Linked DNA regions of Mus musculus: region 1 is linked to region 2. Evidence: chromatin contacts called from public promoter capture Hi-C data. All regions are on one chromosome and are shown on one strand. The core of a region is the stretch at or near the end of the contact, and the rest is flanking DNA. Distances in the headings are between cores, read along the strand shown. Region 1 holds the start of Ces2e (carboxylesterase 2E). Region 2 holds the start of Cbfb (core binding factor beta).

Region 1 (3,930 bases), core at 1,059-3,558, 240 kb after region 2:
TGACACCCCAGCACTCCATTGCTCAGTGTCCTATACCTAGGGTTCAGCTGCCAATAGTGGATAAGAAGGTCTTCTTGAACCCACGAGGGTCTACACGGTAGCAGAACTCAGGTTTTTTGTGCTTTCTAGTATCCCTAAGATTTCCTTTTCCTACCATGGTAAAGGCTGCAGGCTTATTGAAATCTGAGGTAGAATCAGATTTCCAGAGAGGTCCCCACTTGGGTGAAGGCATATATTTTATTCTTTTTTGAGTTTGGCTTCTGGGGAACTCCTGGAGGCTCTATGAGAATAATTTCCCGTGAGCAGCGATAAGCACCAGTTCTGTTAGTACTCTTTAATGCCTATTGAGAAGGTTAGTCTTAATTTTTACCTTAAGATAACATAGAATCACTTGGGAATATAGTCTCAGTGAAGGATTGTCTAGATCAGGTTAGCCTATGGGGATTTCCTTGATTCTGTTAATTGAGGTGGTAAACTTTTCAACCATGGGGGGAACCATTCTCTAAGAAGGGGCTTCTGAATAGTATGAACAGAGAAGGCAAACTGAACATTAGGCAGTAGGTATGCATTCCTTGCTCTCTGGTCCCATTTAAAGATGTGATATTATTTATTCCCTTAAGTTTCCCCCTTGTAGTCTATGGTAACATGGAGTTGTGACCCATAATAAACAGTTTCTGTCTTAACCTGCTTTTTACCAGGTATTTTATCACAGCTACAAGAAACAAAATGAAGATACCAAGATAATGTTGTGCAATACCTACACAGGCACTAAGGGGTGCAGTGGACAATGTCCCAAAAACAATGTCCCAAAGACCCATGGGATGTTCTTTACCCTACTTCCAGAAACTCTCAGGACCTCTACTTCACACGTAATCTTCAGAGGAAGGTTTTATATGTTTCTTTGGACAATGGCACTTGGCTCCTTTGGTTGTATGAGGAACTGTAGAGGCTGGAGTTGTGAAAGGACACATCACTGCTGCCCTCCTGAGAGACTTATAGTACATTATACTTGACTCTGGGCTCTTGCTGGTTAAGGTGTTTATACTGACCTTTGTCCATAGACCTCATTTATGGTGGCAGAGATCACTTGGCATATTCTGAATCTAGGAACCATTCATATCTGTTTCTCACTGCAAAACTGAGAGATAACGTATAGGAACTGATCTTTGACCCAGGAGACTGGCAAAGTTTTTTCTATTAGAAGCCTTAGCTATGTATCTAAAAATGCACAACGCACTGCACATCATAGACAGAAAACTTCTATGGGGTTGAGAAGAAGGAAGCATTTCATTTGCTCCCAGAGCTTAAAGCATGCTTTTACCCCCGGCCTGCAATTGTCTAGGTCCAAAACTTACATGTTTGGATGTGAGGTCCCATCCCTCACCCCACTCCATGGCTCAGGGGCCTCAGGAGGTGCAAAGCGCAGTGGTCCTACAGGAGGCTTGGCAAAGGGGATTCCCAGGAAGGTATGAACAGCGATGTCAGTGTCCTTCACGTGGACAAGGCTGCCTCTCACCTGGCCTGTGTGTGTGTTCCTGATGGGGCTGGCTGAGTCCTGACCTGTGGGTGGAGATGCCAACATGGTTAGTTTTGCCCAGGCAGTTGCCACTACATGGTTTATTCCCACCTTATTTTCACTAAGTGCCCATGGGGAAGGGAATTTGGGGTGTGTAGGCTCAGGTGTGGGATGTGCGAGTAGGAGCTTCTACATAACCCCCAAGCCAGGAACATTACTTATACTCCTTTTGAATGGTAGCAGGGCATGTCTCTAAGGAGGAGACATGCTCAGAGCCACTTGACAGCATGGATGTATTCTTTTCATCATCACCGAAAGGTCTGTAGCAGCCACAGTCACACAGGGAGAGAGGAAATGATACCTTTGCTCTCTTTCCTCTAACCTTCAGGTGCAGCACTTCTTAGCCCTTCTTCCACTGGAATGATTGTTTTTGGAAAGGGGTGTTCATAGGTATTGCTGACCCTCTATGTGCAGCAGGGTTCACTCTGTGGGCTTTGGTGAAGGCATTGGGAGGCACACATTTTCCACCCTTTTTATCTGCCATCTTTACCAGCTTTTCCCTCCCTGGTGACTTCCCTCCCACAAACGAACCTGCTGACTCCGAGGAACTGAGCAGCTCTGACCTGTTCCTCATTGCTCACTGAATGACTCTCACCTTGCACATGCAGAACGAGAAGCAGGACCCCACAGGCCACAGCATTCAGCCATCCAAGAAGTTTGTATAGTGGCATAGTCAGCTCTTAGATCTGAGTCTGTGTTGCTCCAGGATATCTGTGTGCTATGGACAGGAAATAAAAGATGTGGGTCTTGCCTAGGCAGGAATTTGGACCTAAAATAAAGTAGGCAGGAAATTCACTAGGGCGGGGCAAAGTTCGTATTGCCAAAGAAGAGCAGGCCAGCAGGAAGCCAAAGCAATCTCTATTCCTGCTCTTTGGCCTCCTAGAAAGGTATATCATGCCATCTGAAGTCCTTCTGTAACACAGGGAGTCCTATATTCAAGCCTAAGTCAATTCAAACCATGATCACTGTCCTTGTACTCATTGGGCAGATGTTAGTGTTGTTCTGGAGTTCAGAGAACAGGAATCTGTAACAGAGACAGCCTGGGGGGCTTCTTCAAGTAGGTATGTATTCAAGATAAGAGAGGGGAGGGGGAGGGAGGGGGAGAAGAGAGGGAAGGAGGGAGAGAATGTGTTCAGAATATGTCCATTACAGTGATCTTAGGGTCTATATGGACCCCTCCACATGTGTCCTGGCTATTTCACTGAAACACCACAATGTGGCACTTCGCAAGTCTCATTCCTTATTCACACCACCTCTGTAATATATGTTTCCTCTTTTAGCCAGCTCCTGCTGAGATCAACTTTCATAGTTCTTTATCTACTTAAGGAGCACTTTCCATTTTTTTCTATTTCTTTCTTTCTTGTGCATGTGTTTATATGCATGTGTGAATGCCATGCCACACATGTGAAATGCCTCTTCCGTCAGTCAGATCATTCCACCATGTGGATATAGGGGACCCATTTTAGGTCTCTGGCCTTTTGAAAATTCCTTGGCACATTGTGCCATCTCCTGGTCTTCACTTAGCAAACATTTACTCAGGTCCTGCTAGTCTAACACTGAACTCTCAGTGTCTGAGCTCTCAGAGTCTATGATAAAGCCAAAGGTACAGGTCTACACTAGGTGTGTAATAATCACAAAGAACCCTGGCAGAACACACCAAAGAGTACAGGACTAGGAGCTCCCACAATGCCCAACGGATCTCCTAGAGGGCATGATACAGGGATCAAAGTAAGCCTGAAGTCTGAGAATTTGCCTTCACTCTGTATTTCCAGATCCTGATAATTTATGGGCCTAGCACTGCGGGCGGAGCTACATCCTTAAGGCTTCTCTGTCTCTGCAAGCATGATACAGCCAAGCCTTTCCCTACCAACACTGGCTATTGTTTCAATGTAGTGGCTGCAATGCACTCCTGACCAGTCTGCTGTCCCAGCCCTCACTGGCTGCTCCTCTCCCTCCTCTCAGTTCCTTGAGCAAAGAAACTGATGCGCTGTAGGGCTACGAGGTCGTCTTCAGTTCCTTCTTTCTCAGGGTCAAGGAATCAGCATCTTCAAGTTTTCAGGGCTTCCTGGTGCTTCCTCTTAATACAAGACTTTCTCAGCTCTACTGGTGTAGTGGTTTGAAAGAGAATAGCCTTTACAGACTCATATATTTGAATGTTTGCTTTCCAGTTGATGGACTGTTTTGGAGGAATTAGGAGGTGTGCTCTTGTTGAAGGAGGTTTGTCACTGGGGGTGGGATTTGAAGTTTCAAAAACCCATGCCAGGACAAGTCTCTGCTTTCTGCTTATGGATCAGAATGTAAACTCTCAGCTACTGCTCCAGCTCCGTTCCTGCCTGCCTGCTGCCATGCTGCCC
Region 2 (3,915 bases), core at 414-2,913:
ACAGTGCTTCAGTTTAAAACAAAACAAAACAAAAACCACCCAACCAAAAAAAATCTCTTTCCTACAGTTCTTCTTTTCGTTGCTTCCTAACCAACACCTCTAAGGAGGATAACGAAGAGGCAAGAGAGGAACTAGATCACTTCGATATTTTTCAACCCAGGACTTGCCGAGTCCATAGCAGTCTTCAAATATAAAACAGGAACCTCTAGATGAACTATGGGATTTGTCTGTGTAGCACCAGGCAATTCTTTAGCAACTCCAATACTCAGACAGGCACATCGAGGTTAGAAAAAGGAAAATATAGATTTCTTTCGGATTCTTAACATTTTAAGAAAAGAAAATTGTTCATCCACTGGGGCCCTTTCTCTCGTCTCTCTCTTCTATTAGGACAGTCTCTCTCTTCTATTAGGACAACAGATAAGTGGAATAGATTTACTCTCGGCTGTACTGGGAGATAGCTTCTCATATAGATTTACCAATCTCGCTTCTCAGAAACAAGCCTATCGCTGATCCCCCTCCAATGATTCTTTACACGTAGGGCTGTATCCTTCCTACAAGCACCCCGATGTCTGGCGGAGGTCACAGCCTAGGCGACAACCTCCGCCAAGCTCCGGTTGGAGCTCCGCTCGGATTGCCGAGCCGGCACTAGGACACGCAAACCATCCCACGAACCGAACCATCGCGGCGGGCCAAGGAGAAGGCGGGTCCGCCCGAGGGCCGAGCCGAGCCGCCCCGCCAGCATCTGCCTCTTTCTTGCTTTTCGAATCCGGACTAAGGAAGTGAGCCTGCGCCCCCGGCTCAGTTCCGGGAGCCGCAGCGTCCGCGGCGCCGTCCGGAACACGCCCGGGGCCGCGCGCAACAAGTGACTGGCGCGCGCCTGGGTCCCCGCGGCCTCCCCGCGCGCACCGGGGGTAGGGTGGGGGGGTCCCTCCCCGGCGACTTACGATCTCCGAGCGACCGTCGCGGCAGGCGTTCTGGAAGCGTGTCTGGCGCTCCTCGTGGGGCCGGTCCCTGAAGCCCGTGTACTTAATCTGCAAGGCAGAGAGACGGCCCCGAAATCAGGAGTCAAATCCGCGGCGGCACCCGCCGGCCCGCCCGCCCGCTCCCCGCGGCTCCGATAAGGGCAAGCAGAGCCTGTGGGCGGACTGCTTGCCGGGGCGAGATTCCCCCTCGGCCGGCGCGCCGTCCCGGGGGCTTCCCGGCAACCGAGCCGCTCAAACTTTTCTCCTCCCCGGGCCCACTCGGGGCGCGCCGAGGCCTCCGCGCCTCCCCAACCGCCTCACCTCGCACTCGCGGCTCAGCTTCCTGAAGAACTCCTCGTTCTCGAACTTGCTCCTCTGGTCCGGGACGACGCGCGGCATCTTCCCGCCCTCAGGCCGCGCCGGCCGGCCGCGCTCCCCAGGCTCGCGCGGGCACCCGCTGGCGGGCTCCGGTGCTGACCGCCTTGACCGCCCACCCGCGGCACCCGGACTCCCGCTTCTCTTTGTTTCAGGAGCCCGCCCGCGTGGCCTCCCGCTCCAGGGAGGCTGAGGTGCGGCCGTGTGCTTGGAGCCCAACCCACGCTACCGCCGCCCGCCTCAGCCGTTGCCGGCCGTCCTCCCTCCCGCCCGCCCGCGCAGACACAGCTTCCAGCCTCCCCCGGCTGCGGCCGCCACTTCCTCTCGCCGCCCTCCTCGCTCTCCCGCCCCGCGCCGGCCCCACCCCTCCTCCTCCTCCTTCTCCTCCTCGCGCGCCCGCCCGCCTCAAACTCTAGCAAACAAGACGCACCATTCACAACTCCACGACCCGCGCCGCGCATGCGCCACCCACCCGCTTGCGGGGCCGCTGGGTTGCAGTGAAACCCTGCTCCTTCCTCAGCACTTCCCCTTGCCTGTCCGCGGGCTTCTCTGCGAACAACCCGCCCAGAAGGGATCCGCCCCTCTCTTAGCAACTAGAAGCGGACCCGCAGACCTTTTTTTTTTTTTTTTTGGCCCTTTGTGAGCGATCTGGAACTTCTTGGCTCCCCAGCCAGCCACGCAGAGTCACCCCCAGAAGGGCCACTTGAATTCAAGGAAACCTAAATCTTAGAGGACTTTGCATACAGGGAGGGATGTGGACTGTGCACTGAAAGGTGGAAGTAAGCATCTAACCAAATCATGGTGTAAAAAGGTGGTGGCTATTGAAACGGGGTTGGCCTTAGGATTCCGTGTAGCTCTGCCTGCAGACAAGGTTTAGACAAGTACCAGACCAGTAAGTCTCAGATTAGTAATTTCTAAAATGCACACTCATAAGTTCATGGCGTTAGTAGGAGAGTGTTTATGTAGATCTAGCACATCATTTAAAGGAAAACTATCTTAATTATATGTAACCGGTTGCCAGTCCATATTTTTACCCAAATGTGCAATCAAACAAGAAAAAAAAAAAAAAATCCAAGATCTGCAAGTTCTAGAGAACTTACCAGAGCAGAAGAAAACCAGACTCGGGGTTTGCAGCAGAGCTTGAGCTAAAGCTGACCCTCAATAAACTCTGATCCTTAAAAATCGCAGTTTGTTAAAAGTTCAGTTCAAGGATGGCAGGTAAGTGCCAACTCTTGGCAGCAGCTGGCCAGATGCTAAGGATTGTGAAAAGATACTCATAAGTCACTGGAATCAGTTCTGAGGTCAGTTGTTAATGCCTGCTTGAATACAGATTTTGGCAGAATTTCACTGCTAGTCCAGCCCAATCTCATTTATTAGATAGGGACCTAAACGTGGGTAAGGAACTGTCCTAGTTTGCCATAGACAGCTCTCATTTTTAGCAATGACCTCCCCCCGCCCCCCAAGCCTTCTGAAGCTGCTCAGTCCCTAACAAACTAGGAGGGTTAATCATCTTAACTGAAGTCTGGAGAGTTGATTACCCAAAATTAAAGGTTTGTTGGTGGGAGTGGTGTGTGTGTGTGTGTGTGTGTGTGTGTGTGTGTGTGTGTGTTTTGAGTAAAACATACTGCCATGATAAAACACCATGTCCAAGGCACGTTATAAGAAGAGTTTGTGTGAGCTTACCACTCCAGAGGGTTAGAATCCCTGAACGGTGGAGCATGGTGACAGAGGCAGGAAACTGAGGGCTCACATCTTTAATCAGAAAGCAGAATAAGATTTAGGAATGCCAGTGGCTTTGAAACCTCAAAGATGGCCCTGGGGACACATTTCCTCCAGCAAGGCCACACCTCAACAGTGCCATCACAGGGGATTAAGTATTCTAACATCTGAGCCTACGGGAGGGCCATTTCTCACTCAAACCACCACAGTCTAGGCGGTGCAGTTCAAACCCAGGGATTCACCTCATCAAGCGCTTTACCACTGAGCTGCAGTCCCAGCCTTCATGGTCAGGGGTTTTAGCAGTGAAATTTGTAAGCAGCACGTACTTACAGTGCCAGCGACTTTGGCCACCGAGGTGGGAAGATTTCTTGAGCCGAGGACCTGTGCCAAAAAAGAGAATCAAAAAAGGAGGAAGGAGGTGATTAGGTTGATGGTTTTAAAAGACATACTCCTTCCATTAGCAAATATGGAATTATCTCCTTCTTGGGGCAGGCACCCTCCATCCCACCCCAAGCCTATAGAACAGATTAGGTGCATGAATGGATGCCAACAACTTCTATCGATGGATCTTCAGCTATTTTACCATCTTTTCACTTAGTCATTCATTTATTTATCTATTATTTTTGGTTTTTTGAGACAGGGTTTCCTCTGTGTAATGCTAGCTGTCCTGGAATTTACTCTGTCCACCAGGCTGGCCTGGAACTCAGGGACCCACCTGCCTCTGCCTCCCAAGTGCTGGGACTAAAGGTGTGTACCACCACTGCATGGCTTCATTTATTTATTTATTTTTAATGTTTGTGTATATGTGTGCCCGTGCATGCACACACACGGGTATAGTGTTTGTATGCGGGCACACATG

What was found. Capture Hi-C pulls out chosen DNA fragments and counts their contacts.
Region 1: a promoter capture Hi-C map of liver shows a contact between it and region 2. The contact joins the promoter of Ces2e here to the promoter of Cbfb in region 2. A contact is called at or near these places in 2 of 39 promoter capture datasets (hippocampal neurons and liver) and 1 of 9 other capture datasets (liver).

Annotation. Positions count from the first base shown.
Region 1 is chr8:104,924,638-104,928,567 of GRCm38.p6, reverse strand. Ces2e (carboxylesterase 2E) reads right to left here and starts at 2,308. Exons shown (of 12, transcript NM_172759.3): 1 at 2,172-2,308; 2 at 1,356-1,560. The coding sequence starts at 2,247.
Region 2 is chr8:105,168,422-105,172,336 of GRCm38.p6, reverse strand. Cbfb (core binding factor beta) reads right to left here and starts at 1,663. Exons shown (of 6, transcript NM_001161458.1): 1 at 1,284-1,663; 2 at 945-1,031. The coding sequence starts at 1,361.